2 separate regions of the Astyanax mexicanus genome follow, and region 1 is linked to region 2. A link is a contact called in public Hi-C data. All regions are on one chromosome and are shown on one strand. The core of a region is the stretch at or near the end of the contact, and the rest is flanking DNA. Distances in the headings are between cores, read along the strand shown.

The links. Hi-C and Micro-C count contacts between places; a contact is called where the count stands out from the background.
Region 1: a Hi-C map of muscle shows a contact between it and region 2, with 17 times the contacts expected there. The contact joins two enhancer-like sites. A contact is called at or near these places in 2 of 3 Hi-C or Micro-C datasets (both in muscle).

The regions. Positions count from the first base shown.
Region 1 is chr20:35,034,174-35,041,851 of AstMex3_surface, forward strand. No RefSeq gene overlaps it. Among protein-coding and RNA genes, the nearest start is that of LOC103022552, 11 kb to the left of the region's middle. Within about 2 kb of position 6,043, the one cell type or tissue checked has an H3K27ac peak away from gene starts, as active enhancers do.
Region 2 is chr20:34,954,730-34,962,178 of AstMex3_surface, forward strand. riox2 (ribosomal oxygenase 2) reads left to right here. Exons shown (of 10, transcript XM_049469057.1): 4 at 1,016-1,144; 5 at 2,714-2,817; 6 at 3,385-3,487; 7 at 3,629-3,797; 8 at 5,531-5,619; 9 at 7,292-7,414. Among protein-coding and RNA genes, the nearest start is that of riox2, 7.2 kb to the left of the region's middle. Within about 2 kb of position 4,817, the one cell type or tissue checked has an H3K27ac peak away from gene starts, as active enhancers do.

The DNA.
Region 1 (7,678 bases), core at 4,793-7,292, 81 kb after region 2:
GAGGAATAAGTGCCAGTAACAGGAATGAGTTCCAGTAACAGGAATGAGTGCTGTTTACGGGAGTGTTTTTTTTTTTTTAATAGATATCAATAATTTGAACATGAGGTCAACCATTTATTAACAAAAAAAAACTTTCTTGAGGGAAAAACAAAGGAATTAGTCGAGTTGCTTTTAAACATGCTCTTTAAATGTCACATGAATTTTGTAACCATCTTTGGATTATAAACCTTGTTACAACAAGCAAGTGGCACCCATTGGGTGGAATGGCCCAGGTACAGTAGATTATACTACATCATTTCCTTCCCTTTTTGCTGAAATGCCTTTAAAAAATTATCAAGCTTTTTTCATCCCCAGTCTTTTACCTTATAAATTAAAGAGGGATTCCATTCCAACAGTTTTCTTCACACTTTATTTATAATTCAGTCATTAAAATACAGTATAAGCAAAGTCATTCAGATTAGACTGATCTGAAAAGCGTAATAATAAAAATACAAAGCAGTGCTGATACGATCCCAACATCCTATAACCAACTAAATGTGCTGCCTGAGATAAATATTAATGAATACAAGTCTGGGACACTCTTTTATGAGCGATAAATGTTTAATGAGGTCTAAAATATTTTAAAGATACATGAAGCACATAGCTGGAGTCTGTCTGGCAAATGTTTTTGATTTGTTACTTTGTACTTGATTTTGTCACCATCAAAAATACATATAAATACAAAGACTGTGTTCACTATTTGTGTTTGACACAGAAAGGATCTGGCCTCTACCTTTAATCCATTTGTGTAGTGAATTAACACGTTCATACACACTAGTGAGTAACACACACACACACACATACACACAAAGGTGTAGAAGCTGAAGGAGCTCTTGTAGAGCAGGTATGTCGATACAGGAATTTGCATGTTCCCACTATGAGACATAGAGATAGTTTGGCTCCAATGGCTCAAAACTCATGGAAGGAGTTTGAAACAATATTAAAACAACAATTCATCATTTAAAGTTTGGAATTTGCAGCAGGAATGAAGCAGACTATTGGGAGGCATAGCCTTAGTGCCCCTTAAATCTGTAAGGTATTAAATGAGCCTTGATATGGCAGGTAAGCAATAAACATAATATAAAGTTTACTTTTTAACAACTTCTAAAATAAGTGTATTTCTGTTTTTTCACATTTTCTCCTAATTTAGCTAGGCCAACTGTCCCACCTATTCACTTGTGACTCAGCTGTTATGCCTCATCACAAGGAGAATGAAGACTAGCACACGCCTCCTCCGATAAATGTGAAGTCAGCAGCCGCCTCGTTTCGAGCTGCTGCTGATGCAGCATTGCCAAGTACCAGAGTAGCATCACAGAGCGTTTGGAGGAAAGCGCAGCGATTTGGTTTCGATACACCAGCTCACAGAAGCCTTTTGTTGATTGCCATCACCCTTTGGAGTGATGAGGGGAAAAAGCGCCATCTACCCACCCAGAGAGAGCAAGCCCAATTGTGCTCTCTCAGGGCTTCGGCAGCTGACGTTGACCTTCTGGATGTTCCACACCACTGGTTGGGATAGCTAAACGAGATGGGATGCTGGGATGTTCAATGGCTTTATACCAGGTAAATGACTGTTACAGGGTAAGCATATTTCTCTTTTTTAAAAAGAGTGGTTTTTCGAAAAAAAGGTGTTTATGGGGGTTAGGATGTTTAACTGCAAAGGAGGGAATGTGTGGGTGGCATCACAGCTGCTGCTGCTGTTTGTTTCATGTGATGTAGATGTATTTCTGGGGAGGAAGGGTATGATGTTGTGTAAATGCCTTAAAAATCGTCGAAAGGGCAACAATATAGATGGCTGTGGGTTTACTATTTAACAAACAACAGGTCATTGTTGCCCTTTCGATGTATGTGTTATAACTGATTATTAATGATTTTTAAGGCATTTACAACCTAATTAGTAACCATTAATACATTAATTGTAAACCATTTATAAACCCTTTATAAAGGTAGTCTTATTTTAAAGTGGTACCCTTACATTTATTCTGTTGGCAGAGGAGTTCATTAGCAGCCATTTTTATGTGGGTCAACTTCAGCCTGCACTACATTACTGCGTAGCATATTTGTTAATCTGTTAAATCAACACTGTGAGTGTTAAATCAACACTGTGGTTTAATTTAATATTCCAAGTGATGATTTAACAATGATACATTTGTCCATGGTTTAGAACAAAACATGCCCATGATTCATGATTTGCAAAAATCTGATGTTATGCGGATTTACTTCTGACTGTTCAGACTGTTAAAAAAAAAACTACCTGGTGTCATGCCTGACTGTAAACAGGCAGAGAGAAAATAAGAGACACTGCTGGGATGTAGAACGAAGCAGTAAAATGTATTGAAATAAACAACAAAATAAACAATATAAAAGAGGACTAGAGCAACACACTAAAGTCGGGCAAAACTGAAAACAAATATAAACACTGACAAAGTAAACGGGACTGGGCCAAAAGAAACAGGGACTAAGGAATAAGTGGAACGGCCAAAACAATAAAACCAGGAAGTAGTAAGGGGAATGGGGAAAAACAAAAGGAGCACTAGACTACAAAATAACAAACAGAAAACTACTAAGCAGAGCTTAGGAAAATGGCTAGACTAAGAAAGTAAACAGGGCAAACAAACAAAACAGGGATACTTAGGCCGGGAGGAGTCCAAGGAAAAAACAGGAACTAGGGAAGACAGGCTTGGGAGATAGAACGCTTTGTAGAGTAGCAAACAGGCTGGAACCACAAGGAAACACAGACCATGAGAGCGACCAATACTCGGCAACAGCAGAGAGGAGCAGCGTGCTTATAAGCAAATCTGCCCAGGTGAAGCTGATCTCTAATCAGGGCTGGATGACTGCATGAGCGTGCCCTGATTAGAGGAAGTCCATATATGGGCATGGAGTGCCTCTCAGAGTGTGTGTGTGTGTGTGTGTGTGTGTGTGTGTGTGTGTGTGTGTGTGTGTGTGTGTGTGTGTGTGTGTGTGTGTGTATGTGTGTGTGTGTGCTCTAATTAGGGGAAGTCCTTATTTGGGCATAGGGTGCTTGGCTTGGCTGGACGGGCCTGACACCTGGATACAATCTAGATATGCCATAAATATAATTTGGCCTTGCAATTTCTAAACATGGCCTAACAGACTTTTGAATCAAATGTCATTGAATCTTCTACTACATTTGGTTGTACCAAAACATTTGTACAAAGATTTGTGCTAACATACTACTAGAATCCCAAAGATTAAATAAACAAGAGTGTTTTTCTAGTTCACATTTTGACATTTTTGTCCTGAATTTAAGGCCTAGATCTAATTGTCACACTTCTCCATTATTATAATTTAGCAAAAGCCTTCATACTGGAGCCGAAATGGCAATATTCATCGAAACATGCCTTTATGAACATGTAACTATAAGCACGCATTCCTCCCATGGTCTCTGGTTTAATTAAAAACATAGACTTGTTTGACTGATGTCAGTGTAACAGCGCAGGTCATTAGCTTGTGAGGGTGGACTGAAAGGCTTTGGCCTGCTCTGTGTGTGCAGGTTTCATCCAGACTGGAAAAAGGCAGCTTGTTACATTGCACAGATCCGATACGCATAATAGCTGTAATTTCGAACAGGCACTTTCCGAAATAAAACATGGCCGTTGATTCGAGGGAAGAAGAGAAAAAAAAGGAAGAAAGAAAGCACAGGTTGGCTCAGAATGAGACTTTAATTGCAGACACATTTATTAATACGGTGCTGAAAATGAGGCTGACAGCAATTCACTCCCCCCACCAGCCTCCCCTCTGACACACAGGCGGAGGAAACAGAGCGGGTGTAAGTTAATTATATGTTTATTTTAACCATAATAAATCTTAATGTGAGGCCTGTTCTCAGCATAGAGCGAGCAGAGTGTTTATGTGATGGTGGGGACAGCAGAGTGAGGGAGAGATGCCATACGTCTGAACGGAGAAGCGAAGTGGCCAAGCAACGAACGAGCTGGACCTCAAACCTGCTGCTTCTGTTTCTGCCTTCGGTCTGCTGCCCGCTCAGACTGTCTATCTGCAAATCCAGTGCACATTTACGACTACGTATACATCACAGTTAAAAAATGTATATTCTGTTTACATGCTGGGTTACAGGATTTACCAGGTTTTCCTTTAGTAACTGATGATACTGTGTTTTAGTTGTTTTAGAAAAATAACATCTTTCTGTGAAACACGTTAATGGTTCACAACCAACCGTGGCATACGGCCATGTACATGTGCAGTGGTGGAAATAATGAAGATCATGTACTTCCTCTTTTACTACTTTAATTAAGTACTTTCAAATACTTCCCAAATACTGTAAAAATGGGAACGTCTTGAGCCCACTCAAACTTTATATTTAGAAGAAAACCACCACCAGTTAAACTTAAAAATGTTACTTTATGTTTTTAGTTGGCCTAATTTAAGTTATATGAAAGGTATATCGTAAGTTCTGCTGATTAACCTTTAAGACAAATCGATCCTTTAGTTGTGTCAATGAAGCGTTTTTCATTAATTAAACTCATGTAGTGCGGGCTACATTGTATTTTTTTGTTTATGTAAATTAGTAGCTAGGAATTTACTACAGCTTGGTTTTATTGTCAGTCAGTCATGCAAGCTTGTGGTAATGCAAATATGACCAGCTGGACCCAGCCAGCATGTAGACACACTTAACAACACAAAGTATAGCAACTTGCTCTTACAACCTTCAACACTGTATGCATGGGCGTGGTAGTGAGGGGAAAAGTAGACCTGACTATCCAGGGCCCGAGTAGAGAGAGGGGCCCATGAAAATCCTTTTTTTTTTTTTTTTTTTTAATCTAAAAATACTGCCTTACATATAAAGGACTGAATTACTGTAATAAAATATTTTATCATGATAAACTATCTACAGAAATAGTCACTTGAACACTGTTTTTGGATGATATCGGGATGTTCTTAGTAGTATTTTAGTAGCAGTAGGATGTATTGAAACTCAAACTAGAAAATACATTTGCAATTAATATATATGTAATTAGAAGAGAACCAGAATATAATTAAGTGCTAAATGACTGTGCTAGCTAAATCATGGACAAATATACCCACCCCTTCAGTTATATTTATAGTTACTTACCTAAATGGCTGTAACTATGGTTATTTCTGTTCTTTATTAATTTCGCATTCTGCATACTGTTTGTAGTATAAATACTGTAGAAGGAGACACTGTGATTGTGATTAACAAATAATGAATTATATTACGTGGCCCTAGTACTGAGAATAACAACTGATGCAGACACAGAATGGGCCAAACCTCGTTGGAGACAAAAACAAATAAATCAGGGGAAATATAACTGTGCAACTGAACAACAGAGAAGCATACATGTACAAGTATCAGGGGAGGATTCCTCAGGGGTGTTCTTCAACATTCAGAGTGCATTATTGTCCTTTTTGGATGGAGAAAAATGGAACACTGGGTAACTGTAATATTACTTTGAGGCCAAAGTGAGAGTTACACGTGTTTGTCTGTTTGTGTGTGTGTGAGCGTGCCCATGTAAAGAGATGGATAAAAGCCTCAGCTTTGACATCTGCTGCACAACACACACCAAGCCGGAAGCCATATGTCTGCCATCAGTAAGAGCGTGGGGTCCAAGGGCCACCAAACCGACTAAGAACTATTAGTCCCCCGAGAGCGCTGGCCCCAGGATAAAAGAGCAGCCGGGATATTATAAATGCAGGACTACATTTTCCAGAGCAAATCTTCCGTCCCTCCGAGCATTGCTCTCGTACGTCTGGATTTCATCAACGCCAATACCCCGCCACTCACAGTAGAACAGCGCAGTTGTTAAATCGTACCCCATTGACAACGAGAAGATTGTTTTTCTTCAGCAATCAATCCGTGTGTGTGGTACAGCCTAATTAAACTAGCCTTAAATTCCTGGATCTGGATTTCCCCTGTTCCTTCTCTCTGTTCTCTCATTGAGGAAAGTTTAGAGCAGCCATTAGTCCTTCTTTCACCACTGCAGCCTCCATGTTTGAGCCAGAATGACTTGGACCACCATCCCGAGGACCCCCGCCCCCTATACCTGAGACTTTTTGAGCGCGAAACGCTCCTGGCTGTGTAGGGTTAAGTAGGGCTAATTGTAGAGCTTTACAGTCTGTGTGCAGGTCAATAGACCGAGAGCTCTCACTGCTTTAGAAATGCATTTCTGCGGGCTAACGTGCTAAAATGCTTTCCACATGCTAGCATGAAAGCTATTCATTCGTGCGTGCACACACTCACAGAAAAACAAGCACAGCTTAACACAGCAAAATGATTTCATCCAAAATATGGCTGTTGATGACAAGTAAATAATTTTTGTTCAATACACAAAATGTATTAATTAACTGAGAAACAATACTTTGGTTGTTTGAAGGCCAGGGGCAAACAAATAAAAAAGGGCACTATCTCCACAACATGAGGCCCCACCAGTTTGCAAAAACTATGATGATGTACCATGTGTCATAAAAAAAGTCTGCAACCTCAATTAAAGCAGCAGTATGTGAGGATTGCAATTTCATGCTCATGGGCTCCCCCTACAGTCATTAAGTAAAATTTGATTGAATTTGAGCCACACCTCAAATAGGACAAAGTAATGCCAGGTTATCACTACACGATTTTAGCCCTGATTTTCCACTCTCTGACCGAATATTATATTATGTTACGTTACATTACTTATTTACCTGTGAATCTCTCCTGCACAAAGTCATATTTTTTCGTCAAAATAAGGGTATTAAAAAAGAGGTTAGCCTGCTAAGTAACTGTCTCTGCTGCCTATGGAATACATTCTACTTAATTTTAGGGCATTTCTGTGGGGATTTGACTGCATTCATCAACAAGAAGTCAGCAGTTAACTGAATGCCTTCAAAAGAAAGGGTGTCCACAAACATTTAGTCAAGAAAAGGTTAAGTAATTAAGTTAAACGTTTTATGGATTAAAAAAAGAAAACACAAGCTAAACCATTGTTTTTTTTCCATCTCTGTAATGATAATAACATTAAACATATAAGTGTCACACCTTAGCCCTCATCTGTCTTGTTTTCTTCCTTTCTTTGTCCTTCCTGTGCCTGTTTTGCTTTTTTTGATTATTGATGTGATTTCCTCACCCTATTTTAATTTATTCCCATATATTCTCTTTAAGCACATGGCCCTGCTTTTATGCTGTGTTGTCTATGCCCTAGCCAAGTTTCCCAGTGTATATAGAGCTCATTTGTCTCCGTGTTCTATTTTCTGTATGTATTGGATGTTTAGAAGAATATAATAGATATTATAAGAAATACAAGTGTGAGTACAAACTTTTCTGCAATGTGAAAAAATGTATAATGCACAATACTTTAGAAATATTAATACCCCTAAACACTAAATAATTTAGAAGAATTTATATAGTTAGCATTATCTCAGTGTTTTCATAAATTATTTTAGCCCATTGGCCTTTGATAGTGAATGCACCAATTTTCCACCTTACAGGCATTTTAGGCCTTTCACACATCTGCTTCCAGATCTTCTCAGAAGGTCCTTCAGAGGTGTTTGGTCTTGTTAAGATAACACACAATTCTCTCTCTCTCTCTCTCTCTCTCTCTCTCTCTCTCTCTCACACACACACACACACACACACACACACACACACAGTGGGTTGGCCGGACTG
Region 2 (7,449 bases), core at 3,567-6,066:
TTACTTCGAAATTTCACTCCTGGTGCAAAAATTTATGCAGTTCAGCTTGGTTTGATGGCTTGTGATCATCCATCTTCCTCTTGATTTTATTCCAGAGGTTTTCAATTTGGTGAAATCAAAGAAACTCATCATTTTAAGTGGTCTCTTATTTTTTTCCAGAGCTGTATATTATACTCACATTCACATTACCCTATTTCAACAGCTCTGTTCCTTAAAATAAAAAAATGTTTTGTTTTCTGGACTCATGAATGTAAATGACTTGTATCCTGATTGGATGCCCAGTCTTGCTTCTTATTTATAAACAGTTGCAACTGTCTTTATATGCACTTTGTCAAGATTTTTGTAGACGCACATTTTAATCAATGCCTACATCTAGGCCTAATCCCATTTCATTTCACCCCTTGGCCCTACCTCTCTGTTTTGCATGTGCACATCTAGGGGTAGGATGTCCCGATTCTTGTTAGGATGGAGTGTTAGGGGAAAGTGTTAGGGGTTTATGACCCTAATCTCAGACCCTCACAGCAGTGCTCCAACACCTAGTAGAAAAGTATTTTCTGGACAGTAGAAACAGTTAATCCAGCAAAAGCAGAATAATTATTTTTAATATACTTTATTTCAGAAGAAATGATGAATGAGCAGGTATCCCAATACTTTTGTCCATATAGTGCAAGTTCGACTTCTGCTGCAAACCAACTATTTTATTTAATCACTGTATCATTAAAAAAATATATATTTGTATGTGGTTATATCATACATGTTCTTTTTAATGTTGTTTTTGTTGTTTGCGTTGTTACTATTATTATTGTGTTGTGTTTAAATAATATTGTTTTTTATTATTATCTTTGATGCTTATTTATTCATCTTTTTAACAGTTATTTAAAAACGTATTTATATAAATATATAGTAATAAAAAAAGATGTTTATAATTCCATATGTTTTTATATGAACTGTTTACGATATGGATCATACTATACTATTCAGTCTTAAACCCCATGTGCTTTCCCTCTATGGCCAGGTGTTCATTCTGCAGTTGGAAGGCCAGAAGCACTGGCGTCTGTATGAGCCCACCGTCCCCCTGGCCAGAGAGTACAGCTTAGAGCCCGAGGAGCGCATTGGCAAGCCCACCCATGACATCATACTGAAGGTAATTACATCGGGGCTTATTAAAAGAAACTTAAAACTTCCAGTCACAAAGAACTGGATGTTAATTAGGAATTGTTTGTGTTTATCTTTATTTCTGTTTATTCTCATGTTGAAAAGAAAGCATGTGAGCTTTAGCTTGAAGTGTGAAAACCACCAAACCATATATAATATATATATATATAAACCACGAACTGTGGTGGAAGGTGTGAACACCCGCTCTGCATAAACCAATGATTTCATTTCTAGTTGCGTGACTATTTAGATCACATTGGCATCACATCCTTCTGTTTCAAAGGGCAGTTATTATTTGGTAGTGGGTCATTTTTAGCACTGCAGTAACACTGACATGGTGGTTGTGTGTTAGTAGTATGTGTCGTGCCAGCGCAAGTAGTGGATCAGACCCAGCAGTGCTGCTGGGGTTTTTAATCACTGTGTTCAGCCGCTGTATCCACTCAATTACTACTGTAACTGCTTCACAAGCTCACTTGTTGGAGCAGAGTTTGTGTTGATCACTCTCCAGTCTTTCAGGAAACTAGCTGAACACAGGAAGCTGTAGTTTGAATATTTCTAGTTGTTGGACTATTCTGACCTTGGGCTTTGGGCGTTCAAATTTCTGTATCTGTATCTTTTGCTTCACTCACAAATCCAGAGTAACAGAAGTGCGGGGATCCAAAAAGACCCATGCAGATCCGTTTCTGATTTCCAGAAACACAAATTTCATCTGATCACTTGCAAATAACAATGTGGACAGTCAACTCAACAGATCTTAATTCAGACACTAGTTGCTTGGGGTGTAACGATACAGAAAATATATGGTTCGGTTTACACCTCGGTATAAACCCTATGCTTTCGGTACGTTTTTGGTATGTTTTTGGCTGGGTGTTGTTTATAGCCTTTCCTTTATTAACTTTATAATAACAATAAATATATTATTGGATGCATTTCAGTGTTTGAGTTCTTTTAAAGAAATAAAATGAAAAATGAAATAAAATCATGATTTATTTTTTTAATGCTGGAATTTCCCAGTATTATTGTGAGGGGACTGTAGTAATAGTGTAGTGTGGTTTAGGTCTGGCAGACTAGATACTTTTGTGCTGTATTATAATATTATAATATAAAGACAGGAAGAGAGGCAAAGAAAGAGAGGCAAAGACACAGCGCGAGTGAGAAAAAACGAGCGAGCAAGAGAGGGAGAGATAGTACGAGCGCCTAACCCTGCGTTCACACTGGAAAGCGACAGGCAACCATTCATTTCCTATGGCAGGATTGTGGACAATTTGAATGATCTGTGTTTCTGCATGGGCTCCCTGCACTCTAGTTCAGCGTTACATTCATTGGTTCCACAAGTCTACTACAGACTGCCTGCATTATGTATTCTGCATGTGTTTGCATGAACCGAACCGTGACCCCCGTACTGTGACGGTTCGTGAGGAATATACATACCATTACACCCCTATTATTTACCTGCAGTCTGAACATAGCCTGAGGGACTAATAGTTCTAATTATTATAATTTATTTTATCCATTTAATTATGTGGGAAATTTGTAACTTTTGTCTTAATGTGTGCAGGCAGGTGACCTGCTGTACTTCCCCAGAGGAACCATCCACCAAGCAGACACACCAGCAGGAGTGGAGCATTCTACACACCTTACACTCAGCACCTACCAAAACATGTATGTAAACACATGACCTAGCACAGAAGTTGTAAACATATAGTAATTATAGTATCAAACACTGGATTGCCAGTGTTGGATTGCCATGCTCACATAGGTTGCCAGATTGACACACATTTGCAAGCGATGATGAGTCTTACTCTGTAGCTAATCATTAAATATATATACGAAAATGACTGTTTTTACTAAGCTAATGATGGTAGTAAATTATCCAGCTATAATTAGTTAGTTAACCTTACTAAAGCTCAGGGATTACCTGTCCAGCAGAAATTTGTTTAATTTATTTTTTTAAGTTTTAATGTCTGCAGCACACTGTTTGCATGCTGTCGTGTCCTATACCTGGCAACCTGGGGTATGGAAATGGGACTGGGGGAATGAATGACCGGTGGGTTCAAATAAGAAATAAGAACACATTGGCTGAAGCATTGTTGACGAGAGCTGTTAGTGCTTTAACTCAACATGTTTTCTTAATATCTGATACCTGATGATACATCCTGATCCTGTTATGAATTACTAAAGAAAATCTAATCCTTATTAGTCGTTTAAAATAAAACATTTTTTTTTTAGGTCATGGGGTGACTTCCTTTTAGATGTTTTCCCCAGTCTGCTGTTTGACTCTATGAAGGGTGACCTCAGCCTGCGGCAGGGTCTACCCAGAAGCCTTCTCTGTGTAAGCATGACCGCATTAACATTAATATATTTTTATGCCATGAGTCATTGATATATTCTCACTAAAACTAATCAGACATTAAGAGTGAGTCTTATTGCTTTACCTCCTTTCTCTCCTTGTTATTGTGTGTGTGTTTGTTAGTCTCCAGGTGTGAGTTCAGAGGTAAATAAGCAGGTCTCTGTGTTTCTGAGGGGTCTAGCAGAGAGTCTGGAGAAGGAGCAGCAGGAGCTGCGCTCCTCAGAAATGAGGAGAGACTTCATCTCCAGTCGACTTCCTCCTTACAAGCTGCAGGAGGAGGACATAATGCCAGGTGAGTATGGAGATGGACTGGGATCCGCCATGATTAGAATATTGTGGCCTAATTTTTAGGACCATCTGTGTGTGTGTTTGTGTGTGTGTGTGAGGGAGAGACCGAAAGGTGGTGGGAGGTTGAAATTAGGCCTGCACGATATTGGAAAAAATTTACATTGCCAATGTTCTTTTTTCGACAATATATATCGGCATATGAAACAATGCAGGGCCCATGACGTCACTAGCCCCGCCCCCACCCGTGTGTTGTCTCGCGTCCGGGCCGATCAAGAGCTAAGTCAGCGCTGAGCACTCAAAACCAGAGGAAAACAGCAGTAATTGTCCTTTAATCAGGCAGTTAAATGGCATTTTATTTCTGGGATTAAAAACGTGAATTCAGCTATAACTGGAAATATCAGTGCCCCGCCCCCGACGCTCCCCCTCGTGCCTCTTAGGCAGCAGCAGCAGCCTGGCACTCAATCAGACACAGAGACAGCACTGTGTATAGCTAAAATGTTAATTAAATTAATTTGATTAATGAAATTTTCACACTTTTCCTTCACTCAAATACAAGAAGGTTATCTTTGCACTGTTTAAAGGTTTATTCCATCGTTTTTTTTCAATTATTTTAAAATGTCTATTTGTGGTCTCTAGTATGAAAGAATGAAAAAGTGCTCAGGTGTTTTTATTTAGCCCTGTTTTAGGTCACTGAATTACTGGTCTCTTAAGAAAGACAGGTGTTGGGCTCTTGCTCATGAATATTCATACATGCAAACATATTGCCTCTGATTGGCTAACAGCACTGCAGCAGAGAACGCCTACCTGCCTTCCCCCACAGTCAATTTTACAGCTCTAAAACTTAAAAAAACAAAATGTTTTCAGAGATATAGCCTTAGATAAAAAGATATAGCACTGAGTGCTGGATGAAGTTAACCATTAAACTTCACTAAACTTTAGACTCTCAGCGTCACTCGGGAGGAATGTTATCAATGCCACGGTGTGTGGTGAGGCTGCCCGCTGCGGTGCCACACTCTTCGTAGCTGAGCATATTTAAGGTCATGGTAAAACGCAGAATCAACCGGAGATCCGATTTCCTATAACCTATAGTTACTTATACAAAATTGCTTATGCTAACCAGCTAGTGTAAACATAGCTGTAAGCTCTTTATTAGGTGATAGTGTCGGCTCTGCTGCAGTGGATTTTAGCAGAAGGAGACCTTTTAATATAACAGGTGCTTGTATTGTTGAATGGGGCTGCTTACTATTTGTTTAAAATTATTTATTCACTTTAAATGGTGCTTTCTGTTTACAAATAAAAAAATCTAAAATTGTTATGTAAGAATTAAACATTGTAAGTAACAATCAACCATATATTTAAAAAATAAGGGGAGGTACTACCTCTAAAACTTTTTTCAAGCACTACTGTATGGAGGTATGTTTGACGAATGCAATCGATAACTTTACAGGGCAAAGCAGAAGTTTATGATAACCATGTCCAGGAGTGGTGTTGTTTCTCTGGGTTTAGAAGCTTGTGGGATTGACCACAACACAGTGGACCAGAACTCAATTGTAAATGGATTGACTGTAAAAATGTGGAAATATTTTTTTTAAACAAACTGATTATCCTTATTGAAGGGAACATCCAAAAATGCTACAAGACATGATGTAATTTAACCTACATAGACCTGAACTGTCCTACACTCTTTCCCTAAGATGAAATGTAGACTTATGAACACTGTCTTTCCATTTCTCCTAGTTGGAAAGTTACCAGCACTGGAGGACTCTGTGTGTGTGAGGTTTAAAGAGCATATCCTTCTTACAGTGGAGCCCAGTCAGGAAAACACGGTAAGGAGATCATCCTGGAAGAATTCATCTTATTCATTTGTTTCCAGTTTTCATATGTACTAGTGCTTCTCATAAGAATTGAATATCACTGAAAATGTATTTTATTTCCATAATTCAGTTCAAAATCTGAAACTCATATATTATACAGATGTATTACACACAGATTGATCTATTTTAAGTGTTTATTTTTTTATTGTTGATGATGATTAAGGCTTACAGCCAATAAAAACCCAAATATCTATGTCTCAGAAAATTTTAATATTATATAAGACCAATTGGTACTTTTGGCAGTGTGGGCAGTGTGCCAAGTCCTGCTGGAAAATGAAATCTGCATCCTCATAAAAGTTGTCAGTAGCAGAGGGAAGCATGAAGTGCTGTAAGATTTTGTGGGAAAACAAAACTGTACTGACTTCAGACTTGATAATAAAACACAGTGGATCAACACCAGCAGATGAAGTTTCTCTCTAAACCATCACTGATTGGTGGGAACTTCACACTAGACCTCAAGCAGCTTGGACTGTGTGTCTCTCCACTCTTCCTCCAGACTCTGATCCCTTGATTTATAAATGGAATGAATACAAAATTTACTGATGCTCAGTGATGGTTTGGAGAGACATGTCATCTGCTGGTGTTGATCCACTGTGTTTTATTATCAAGTCTAAAGTCAGTGCAGTTTTGTTTTCCCACAAAATCGTACAGCACTTTATGCTTCCTTCTGCTACTGACAACTTTTATGAGGATGTGGATTTCATTTTCCAGCAGGATTTGGCACACTGCCCACACTGCCAAAAATATTGATTGGTTTTATATAATATTCTAACTTTTTTTTGAAACACTGATTTTCGGTTTTTCATTGGCTGTAAGCCATAATCATCAACAATAAAATAAATAAACACTTAAAATAGATCACTCTGTTTGTTTAATACATCTATATTGTATACGAGTTTCACATTTTGAACTGAGTTACTGAAATAAAGTAACTTTTCAATTATATATATATTTTTTGAGGTGCATTAGTATATATAAAAGCCTGTGACTGTTTTAAATTATTTTTTTATTAGTTTATCTTTTTTCTTATATTATTTATATATTTTTTATTTATTTATTTTTTGTTTATTATTACTTTGATTTTTTATTTCATTTTAATGTTTTGTATTTTTATTCTTGTTCTTAGTTCTATTACTCATTTAATCACTTATCATTTTTTATATTTTACTTTACTTCTACTATTATCTGTTTACTTATTTTATATTTTATAATTTTTTTATTTTTATGTCAAATTTGTTTATTTTTATGGTATTTTAGAATTTTCTGTTTTACATATATATTTTTATTAAATGTTGATTTTAAAATGCGTACTTTTATTTATTTATTTTTTTTACTATTTTGTTTCTTATTATTTCTAAATCATCATTAAATGTGTTCAATCCCTTTGATGTTATAAAGGCTCGGCAACATTGTAAATGAGGGTCACCCTCAATGTTTCTTCCCGAGTGAAAATAAAGGTTGATTGATTGACTGATTGATTGATTGATTGATTGATTAGTTGTTAAACCAGGCTAAACCTAAATATCTGTAGAGCTGTGACCTAAAACAATACCCAGTGTGACGCCACTGTTACATGCGAAAGATCCAGTCCAACCATTTGTGTTCTGCTTTTGTTCTCCTCCAGGATGAAGCCACAGAGTTGATGGCATTTATGTTTCACTCTTTAAAGAACAAGCGGGAGACACACATGATGGGGGTACATAGCGTTGATGATGAGGATCAGGAAGATGAAGAGGAGAGCTCACAGGTGGGAAATGAAGCACAAGCACATGCATCCAATAA